2 separate regions of the Zea mays genome follow, and region 1 is linked to region 2. The links are chromatin contacts, called in public Hi-C maps. All regions are on one chromosome and are shown on one strand. The core of a region is the stretch at or near the end of the contact, and the rest is flanking DNA. Distances in the headings are between cores, read along the strand shown. Region 1 holds the start of LOC732761 (histidine kinase). Region 2 holds the start of LOC103654076 (E3 ubiquitin protein ligase RIE1).

The links. A called contact is a pair of places that touch in the nucleus more often than the background predicts.
Region 1: a Hi-C map of ear shows a contact between it and region 2, with 2.6 times the contacts expected there. The contact joins the promoter of LOC732761 here to the promoter of LOC103654076 in region 2. A contact is called at or near these places in 9 of 25 Hi-C or Micro-C datasets (bundle sheath, ear, endosperm and 4 more).

The regions. Positions count from the first base shown.
Region 1 is chr4:172,454,897-172,460,154 of Zm-B73-REFERENCE-NAM-5.0, reverse strand. LOC732761 (histidine kinase) reads right to left here and starts at 2,128. Exons shown (of 11, transcript NM_001112387.1): 1 at 1,841-2,128; 2 at 791-1,024; 3 at 526-695; 4 at 1-121. The coding sequence starts at 2,119.
Region 2 is chr4:172,275,977-172,281,226 of Zm-B73-REFERENCE-NAM-5.0, reverse strand. LOC103654076 (E3 ubiquitin protein ligase RIE1) reads left to right here and starts at 2,601. Exons shown (of 5, transcript XM_008680878.3): 1 at 2,601-3,281; 2 at 3,439-3,558; 3 at 3,864-3,996; 4 at 4,097-4,255; 5 at 4,561-5,250. The coding sequence starts at 2,761. The coding sequence ends at 4,722. LOC100501623 reads left to right here. Exons shown (of 16, transcript NM_001323059.1): 13 at 709-849; 14 at 1,006-1,090; 15 at 1,171-1,606; 16 at 1,826-2,386. The coding sequence ends at 2,090.

The DNA of each region.
Region 1 (5,258 bases), core at 879-3,378, 180 kb before region 2:
AACCATAGCCTCTGAAGCATTTGTGACATCATAGACATTCACCACAATATCCTGATTGCCAGCAAGTTTGCTCAGCAAATTCTCCACAAGTGACTCCACATCAAACGCTCCACCAAGATATCTGGGAGCACACAGCAAATTATTCTCTTGAAAATTAGATAAGCATAGAGTATCATTTGATTAAATTGAGACAAGCTGCAATGATTATAACCTGCATGATCTATTACTAAATGTGCCTGCCATAACTGCCATAAGCACGCTATACCTTTTTTAAAAAAGAAACACATTGTTTCTATTATCACCTGTTACTAGACATGTTAAGGTCATCATAGTCAACCTAAATTCAGTATTGATCAGTGAACCACAAATGTGGCATGATACACGATGACAAGATATTACATGATCAAATAATAGTGCACAAAATTTTATTCATACCCACATGTTAAACATGAGTCTTAAAGGCGACAATGCTAGAATATTTGGTTAAAAATAAAACAACAAAGGATGTGAGTTAGAACATCTCACCCAATAGTTGCTTCCACACGTTGCTCAACTGATGCATCAGCGGGGAGATCAGGGCGGTACACAGCAAAAGTGAGAACTACTCCCAAGTGGTTTGATCCAAGCAACCGAAATGGGTTTGTTAACACAGCTTTGCCAGTAGTCCTGGCCCGCAAAATGTTTTCTCGGTCCTCCTGTATCGTAAATAAATAGATTGCTTTCACTAAAGAGACATCAAAGGGTCATAAACACCCCAATGAATACTAAGATCGATCAAATAGAACCATACCTCTCCAGACATCATGTCAATGCGTGCGAGGTAGGAAACAGTATCCTGAGAGAAAATCACTGGAGCATATTCAACCTGCGGGGGTGCAGGCTCCCGCTGCATTGTATTCATAATCCATCCCTGCTGGCTTTCAAACATTTCCCTCTCATGATGGAATACACGCTGTGCATATGCCACCCCATTGAGTAGCGGTCGCTCAAATGATGTCCTTGCCGTGTATTTTGCAAAAGTGTCCTGTGTCGGACATTAATTATTAAGCCAAAATAGAATACTGGACAATAATATGCTATAAATTGCAAGAATCAGAAGAAGACATCTTGTTGATTTACCAAAAGTAATGATGCAACGAATAAGATTGGTCATTGTATGCAAAAACGAGCACGTCTTCAAATAACATGGGCCCATGACACTGCACGCCTAAACTATAGGTAAATCGACAAAAAAAAAGGGGGGGAAGAGAAACGAAGTGTAGATGCAGGAAAGGACGGCTTTGAGGATCAATAATCTAAGCAAAAGAAAAGAGAGGCAGAAAGCAGCTTCTAACATAATTTAATCTCTGCGACAGGGACCTTTCTCAGAATAAACAAGGAATCAAAAGGTTGGCAAAAGAGCACACCCCAATGGATGTCAAAGTAACCCCCAGATGGTTTTGCAGCGAACACACTAATCACTCTATGAACAAACAATGTGCCACCAACCCAACAGTTCAGTTCAGCTACGTCTCCAATAAGCCTAAAAAATCCCCGCCTAACCGCCGCAGGAATGGACATTTTTTTTCTTTCCACAAGACTATGAACAGCACCTGTCCCAGCCAACCACAGCAATCATGGCGTGCTAAACGACGGTAAGCGTCAACAAACAACAACGCATCTCTATATCTCTATTTCTCCCCTTTTTTTTCTGTTTGCTCCTTTAAAGAAAAGAGACAACCCACAGAACAATGTGTAGGATCTCGGGGTCCGCTATTGCTAAACCAACTGCCAATTGATACCGTGGCATAGCAATCTACAAGAGCAATGGCGGAGAAGAGGGGGGCGAATGGTGACGAACCTGGTCGATAGCGGAAGGGGACTTATCGTAGTTGAAGGTGGCGATGAGAATGGCGATCGCGTGGACGTGGTTGACGGTGACCCCGAACTGCTCCTGCAGCATCCTGGCCCTCTCCTCGCACATGCTGACGAGGCGCTCCTCGGCGCGGTCCATGCTCTCCCGGCGCATGGTCCAGTGCATCACCGCGGAGCAAGCCACCGCGACTAGCACCCACGCGGCCGCTGCCAGCCCCCTCCATCTCCTCTTCGTCATCGCCGCGCAGTACTTGTTGCCCCCCATCCCCGCCTCTGCGCCCACAAATCTATTGCCGCTCCTCCTCCTCCTTCCCCCGCCCAATGCCCACCATATGCTCGCCGACACGCGCCGCGCTAGCCGCCCACCCGAACTTGAAGGCGCTGGGATCCCTATCGCCAGCAGCAGCAGCAAGAGGCGCGGGAGAGTGAGAGACTGGAAGCCTGGAGGTGGAGCGGGGAAGAGCGGGCTGCGGGCGGGACGAGGTCGTGGTGCGGAGCTTCTCAAAAGAGGTGAAGCTTTCACGAGTCCCCAGAGGCGACAACTGCCTTAAAATAATTACGCCTACGACTAGCTGCTCGCGGGCATTAACTAATCCGGCCACGGTACCCGAGCTCTCCGCGCAGCTTTCCCTTTTGTTGCCTCCCCACTCTTCGGCCGCAACAGGTCGATCCACTTCCACTCCGCTAGCGCCCAGCGGCGCCACGAGGCGAGCCGAGGCCGCCCGAGCCCGACGGGGAGGAACCCCGAACCCGCGCTTTTGGCAGCAGCCGATATTCGAGACAGGCGGGCGTCAATTAAAACGGTACTCCCGTAACAGTGAAGCGGTACCCGCTAATCTCAAGGCTAATCACCCGCGGCCTCTTGCAGCGGCGGCGTTGAGCGGCGAGCGTGGCCCCGGCCCGTGCCGGTGGCGGGGGCAAGAGCAGAACGGACGGAGGAGGAAGCGAGGGCGTTTTAAAGACACGTGCGTGCCGAGCTCAGAATTGCCGCATCTGCCCCCGCACCATGGCTGTTTCTTGTTTTTCTGTTGCTGTAGGCGATAGGCCGTCAGACCGGCAGGAGGCAGGTGCGGAACGGGACGGGACGTGCCAAGGAGGTAGTCCGGGAAATAGAGACGATGGCACGTACGAGTACGACGGCAGGGCCGGAAAAAAATTTGTTGTGGACCTATAGATAGGGTCTATTCTTTTTTTGTGAGGGCTGCAAACAGCCTGCTTTACCGCCGGGCTGCAGCAAATTTTTTTCCGCAGGGCCGATCTGGAGCAGCGGACGCCGCGCTGCTGTGTACTCCGTGGACCCGGACCATGGGCCCGCCTCTGCGCCCTGAGGTGCCAGCCCATACAGTTCATGTCAGCAGTAGCAGAGAAACCTCGGTCAAACTGGTGGAGCACGTCATCGTCACGCATTTTTTTATTATGGAAGCAAGAAAATGTTCTACTCCCTCCATCCTTATCGCTCGATTAAACTTTTCTAAGTTTTACTATATTTATATAATATATTAATAACATTTATATCTTCAAATAATTTTACTACAAAAATATATACAAATTTTGTAATATAAATATAAATATTTTCTTATATAAATATGGTTAAAATTAAAAATGATTGACTCCTCGAAATATAAGAACAGCTAACTTTTGTGGACGAAAAGAGTAATATTTTATAGTCTTCTTCATTTATCGACATCATTAGAAAAAAGAGCCACATCATTACGATAAAGCTAAATGACCCAAAACATTGCCGACATCCCAATTAAGAGTCTTTTTCTATGTATGGTTCCCTTGTTAGCATACCAATTTCTAATTAAATGATTAATACTAATAGGTCTCTCTATCTGTAGAGTAAAGTTAATGATTCTCCAAATATTTCTAGCAAAGTAATAATCAAAGAAAAGACGCTGAATATTCTCAATTTGATCACAAAAGTTGCATTTCATACTACATTTTCACCTGCGCTTAGTTAGGTTACCTTTAGTGAAAATAATGTTCTTTCCTAAGTACCACAAGAAAATTTAAATTTTAAGAGAGAGTTTTAGCTTCCAAAGCAACCTATTAAGATTTAAGGGGGTATCCATTAGAAGAAAGTCCATTGATCAAACCGAGAAAAGTCCATCTTTATGGCTCCCAAAGAAATTTGTCTCTAGTTTGGCCCAGAGGAAAAGTTCCCAATAAATTTGACAAATTATGCAACTCCACATGTTTTACACCAACAATAACTTGACGAAAGCATAATTTGGTTATATTTTCATTCATCACATCTTTAACTAAAACATTTTTCCTGCGCACAATATTATAGAGGTTTGGAAACCGGTCCTTGAGTGGTGTATTTAGGATCCATTTGTCGACACAGAACCTGGTTGCTCGACCGTCACCTACTCAAAACCTCCCCCGTCTCATAAATTCTTCCTTAATATTCATAAGACCATACCAGAAATATGTGTCCCCTTGCTTTCTCCCAACTCGAGAAAGCAATTTGGAACCAAGATATTTTTTTTAAAAAATAGATGTTATGTATCGTATTTATTCAGAAGCTTTAAGGGCCACTTACTGAGTAAGCAAGTATTCTTAATGGCTAAATTAGTTACCCCCAATCCTCCAATCTCTTTAGGTTGACAAATGAGCTTCCATTTTGTCAATCTATATTTCTTTTTAAAATGTCCACCATGCTAAAAAGAATCGGGAACGAATACCATCTAGTTTTTTAATATTGTCGAAAGCACCTCAAAAAAGACATCGTGAAAATAGAAAAGACTGTGTCGGAGAGTAAACTCCAATCGGGTGGCCGAAAGCACTCGAATCCTAAGAACATGGGGGCAGTGTAATACCCAATTTGTAAATAATGAGAAAAGAAAGTTGATCTCCTTATATGTTTGCCCTCTATTTATTAGAACATATGAACAACCATATTTAAAGTGAACTGAAAGTCGTCTAGAGGGGGGTGAATAGGCGAAACCTGAAATTTACAAACTTTAAACTTGCACTAGGGCCGAGGTTAGCGTTAGAATTAAATCGGAGTTAGAAAGATTGTTCTCCTTGCTTAGAGTTGCTCAATCAATGCGGATAACGTTTGAGAGCAAACTCAAATCAATATGAGCAAGAGAACTTTAGAGGGGAAAGAGGGGAAACAAATCAAATGGAAATCAACACAAGTGAACACGGTGATTTGTTTTACCGAGGTTCGGTTCCAAAGAACCTAGTCCCCATTGAGGAGGCCACAAAGGCCGGGTCTATTTCAACCATTTCCCTCTCTCAAACGGTCACTTAGACCGGATGAGTCTTCTCCTTAATCACTTGGGTCACTAAGACCCCGCAAGGATCACCACACACTTAGGTATCTCTTACTAGCTTTACAAAGCACTTAGAGAATAAGAATGGGGAAGGAGAAAGCAATCCAAGCAACAAGA
Region 2 (5,250 bases), core at 1,352-3,851:
CTGTAACTGTAAGAGCTGAAATGGCTGGTTGCCACATGGTGCAGTTAGAATGTTGCATTCAATTTTTTTGGTGGTGTAGTGGTGCTATGTCAAAACAACTGTACCATTTTCTTTTAGTGTGATATTTGAGCTGGCCAATTTTGACCATGGAGATTTTATTCGTTCTAAATTGTACATAGTTTTGGCTTTTTTCTAGATACATTTTTTTACTATCTATATAAGACAGTGTATATCTTGATGCATATCAAAACCTATGCACCTAGAAAAGCCAAAACAACTTGCAATTTGGAATGGAAGTAGTTAGTATTCATATTGCACAGTTTGCCGATATAAACTTAGTATTGTTCTGGTAGGTAGTCCACATTTTAAAGAATTCACTAATCACTAACTGAATAAGCATTTATTGAACTGCACTATACAATTAGTTTTGGTTGCACTCCCTTTGAATGATTGCTTGATTGATTGTGAAGAAAAGAACCTTTTCCCCTCAAATCTCTATAGAAACATGTTTCAGTGTATCATGTTACGAAGATATGGACATTAAAGAGATCTACCAGAGTAATTGTGGTCCTTTCTTCAGTGAAAGCATAAAGCACACTGGTGTCCAAATAACGGTCATGCATGTATCTGTGATTTAAATTGCAATAAAAATGGTGCTAATAGTAGATGTCATTCTTCCCTTATTATATTTGTCTTATGCTTGTACAGAATCCATCAGCTTCAAAGGAAATATTAGATGCACTGCAAAGTGCCAGCAAGTCTCTTGGTTCTGATAATGTTAAAGTAAAACAAGCAGCTTCATCAAATCCTGGTGTTCCACCATCTTCATTAATGTCATTCATAAGGAAGGTAAAACCACTTATGCTTACTAAATATATATGATTCATAGTTGCTTCCTTCACCTGGGGAACTTTCTTCTCACTTGTACATCCATAACATTATTTTTCCCACTATGTTTTATTTGAGGACTTCTGCTCATGATGTGCTGTCAACTAATGAATGTAGAACATGTCAACTTCTGGAGTTGTGTTGGAGGATTTTGATTCCCACTTCTCCAATAGATTTTATCATAGCTATCTGGATAACTCTGGTAAGATAATGCATAAATCTGATAGCATTGCTCTTGAAAATCCTTTTGTTAGCATGTGACATATCCTTTTTTTTCTGCAGTAAACATCAATTCCTCGTCAATAGCTGCAGCCGCCGCTTTGGTTGCGAGGTCGATGTATATTCTTGCTAGTGATGACTCAGTTGTTGACCTTATAACACTAAACACTATAAAAGTGAACGTTTCATTGGTCGAAGAACTTATTGGATGCCTGCTTACTTGCAATCCTGGTCTTTCGTGCGGCCTTGTGAAAAGATTCATTTCTCCAAGCAATCCCTGCCCAAGTCATTATGTTGGTGTTTTTCTGGATGACCCATCTGGCACGCAGCTTCCTTCATATGCAGATGACACGTCTCGGTTTGTATGGAACTTTTTGGCAGACAGAACTAATTCAGCAGGCAATAAAAGCTCATGTACTGGAAAGTGTGGTGATGAAGGTGAAGTATGTGTAGGGGCAGAGGTGGAGGGTGGAGGTAGATGTGTTGTATCTACAACCAGGTAACCTGTGTTTACTAGTTATGCTTCTGCAGCTATTTTTTTTGTTGCTTTTCTTATATTCAGTTGCTGCTGAAGAAACAATTGATTGAATCCAGAAGAAACTCTAGTTTTAGTACCTTTTTATGTCAGTTAGCGAACTTGTTGTTAATTCACTTATAATCCTTGTGTTCTTTTCTCCCCTTGGAGACCTACTGATTATTGCAGCACATCACTTCCCAGGTATGTTCCTGCTTATTCAACTCGGGTGAAGTTTGAGGACAATGCATGGCACGTTCTTCCAGCGAACTCGTCAGATCCAATGGGTGCTGCAGATCCCGTGTGGACTGAAAGCTTCTGGAACACTATTGGCCTCAGGGTCTACGCCGTGCAAGATCCAGCTTACGATTGGCTTATTCTTCTTGCCGGGCTCGGAATCACTGCTGCATCTTATTGCGCTGTACACTTTGGCAGAGCATACATTTCAAAGGTGGCGAAGCTTGACTGAAGCGTCAGTGAGCTGCCCCACTGATAATGGGTATCTAGAGCTGGAAATAGAACTAATTAGGCTGGCAATTCGTAGAACATTAGCAGCGCATGAGACAGGGTGATTAAGCTGCGAGAAAGCCGCAATAAATTATGAGAACCAAGCACACCCGAAGCAAGTCCTCCATCATTATGCGGACGTCCAGGTCGATGTAATATTAATGAAATTGTGACCGTGTTACGTTTTGTGTTGAACTGGTACTGGTAGGTAGGTTATGACACGCCTCTAGCTCTAGTTGGTGGATGTTTCCGGTAACGTGTTTTTCTGTTTGTGGATCCTGCCTACTCAGTTTTGGTTGCGTATAAGCCTGCCCCTCATGAATCCTATGAGTTTGTGAACACCAACTATTATACTGGTGACTTGCATTCGCATGATGATTGGATCTTGTATCGTGTTTGGTTTCGCCGCTCCAGTTGCCACTGTTTGGGCTTTCCAGCTACAGCCCGAACTGCATCCGGACCAGCCCATACGATTGCTACTCTCATCCGTTCGGCTGATTGAACCCGGCCCAAAACAAGCAAAGCCTGGAATTGGTATTGGTAGAGAAGCGAAACTCGTGCGGACTGCGGAGAGTGGAGCTGGCAGCTGAAGAGAGGGAGAGAGTGACCGAGTGTCCGGTGTGGTGACCCAAATGGAGACGGCCACCACGTCGCCGGAGCACCCGCTGCTCCGCCGCTCATCACCGTCGTCCAATACCAACGCCGACGCTGATTCTGTCAACCTGTCTTCGCCTCCTCCCTCCGCGGCGAGGCCAAGCCGTCTCGCGGCACTCATCGGGCGCGTGGGGTGGCCGCGCGGGCCCTCGATGATGGTGCACGAGGCGACGACGCTGCAGCTGCATCGAAGGCGCGCGGACTGGGCGCACTCCCGCCCCGTCGTCACGCTCGACATCGCCTGGAACGTCGCCTGCGCCGCCGCTGCGGCCTTGGTGCTCGCGTCCTCCGCCAAGGACAGCCCCGTGAAGCCACTCCGCCTGTGGCTCGTCGGGTACGCCGCCCAGTGCCTGGTGCACGTCGGGATCGTCTTTACCCGTCTCGAGACGCGGGCGCGGCACGCCTGGGGCCCGGCCTCAGACGTTGAATCTGCCGGCGCAGGGACGGACAGCTCGGGAACCGACAGCGAAGATGACGAAACGGCGGAAGGGAGGAGCAGGTGGGGCATGATCTAAACCTCAGCCTCTTATGTTCTGTGATGACTTGGGATTAGGAGTACGGTTTATGGTTTTATGCAATGGACTCGAAATCATGCTTTATTATGTGTGGTGTGATGACTTTTTAACTGGTCTTCATTATTTGGCTTACTCCTGCAGCCATGCAAGTCGTTGTGAGACGATAAACAGGTTGATATCATTTCTGTGGTGGATCATTGGATTCTACTGGCTAGTATCAGGTGGGGAGGTGCTGGAGTATGGCGCGCCAAGGCTTTATTGGTACGTTACCTTCATTTTGCCTGCATCTTGATTCTCCAATGACAACATGCAATTAGCTTGGGTGATTCTACCTAGGTTCGAATGAAAATGTCATACTGGATTTTAATTACTATATGCAAAGTGCAATATACATCTTATGGAAGATCTCAAAAACCGTTCAATATGTATCTAAGCTACTTTGTTTCCATTCAAGTACTCCAATCAATACATGCATCTATATTTTCCCATAATTAAGATGTGAGCTATCCTACTTGTCACCCTAGGTTCCTAACTACCTGCTTTGGGCTTTGCTATTCATTATGCAGGTTAACCATTGTGTTTCTGGCCTTTGATGTGTTTTTCGCTGTGTTTTGTGTTGCTATGTCCTGTTTCATTGGGATTGCACTGTGTTGCTGCTTGCCTTGTGTCGTTGCTATTCTGTATGCTCTGGCTGGCAAGGTAAGATAAATGAACTCCGATCTCAAGAAAAGTAGATGTATCTGTACTCTTTCCATATGTTATCACAGAATTCTTAATTCCTTTCATGTTAAATATGTAGGTGGGTGCATCAGATGGAGATATTAGTGTCCTTCCGAGATATAGATATTATGATCCAAGTGAGGACAGTGAGGAGGAAACCGATGAAGGTCTGATGATCCCTATCCTTAATAACAGTGGAATGTCAACGAGTGAGCGTATTCTGCTTCGTGAGGATGCTGTAAGAACTTATGTTCCGTATCCGTATTCTTTCAATGTCATGATCTTTTTATGCCTGTTAAGGCACATTCCCTTTTTCCCAAAAAAGGAGCATAATGTTTATGTTGCCATTTTGTAAGGCATCAGTGCGCCGTGGATTTTGTTTCCCCTTTGTCCATACTGGCATGCCAGTACAAAATTTTCAACAATATGTTTTTTGGTTACTTCAGTTGGCAAACAGATTGAACAATGCTTCTGTGCCAATATGAGTGTCTTTGTTTCCGACGTCTCTCTTGTGTTTTGCTGACAGATTCTTTGTTCCTTCAGGAATGTTGTGTCTGTCTCTCATCATACGAAGATGGAGCTGAGTTATCTGCTCTCCCTTGCAGACATCACTTCCACTGGAGTTGTATTACCACATGGCTGCGCATGAACGCGACTTGTCCACTCTGCAAGTATAACATTCTCGAAATCAGTGACAGTGCATGACCAACTTATGCTGAAATAACTTTCGGACACAGCCTTCATTCAAGTGGCATTCTCAAAGCAACGCAATGCCTTTTTCATTCTGATCTGGTTCTGTGCTGTTTTAACAGCTGTGTTTTTAAGCGACAGCGATGTCAGGGTTCTCCTATTTAGGATGTGGTGAATTGGTGATAACCTGTAAATGGATAAAACCTCACTTGCAGTTGCCCTTGCTAATATCACTTGTAAATACCTTTGGAGTTGTTTTCTGTTAGGGCTAGTTTGGAAACCCTATTTTCCGTTTTCCCAAGGGAAATTAGTTCATTTTCCCTTAGAAAATTGGAAATCTCATGGAAAAATAGTGTTGCCAAACTAGCCCTTAATGATAAATTGGAATTGGTGAAATACTCTGTGATTCTGATATGGCTGTATGTTGTTTTAACAGCTGTGCTTCTATGTCACAGTGATGTGTGTTTTGCTGTTTAGAATGTGGTAGCAACCTGTAAATGGACGAAACCTAACTTACAGTTGTCCTTGCTAATATCGCTTGTA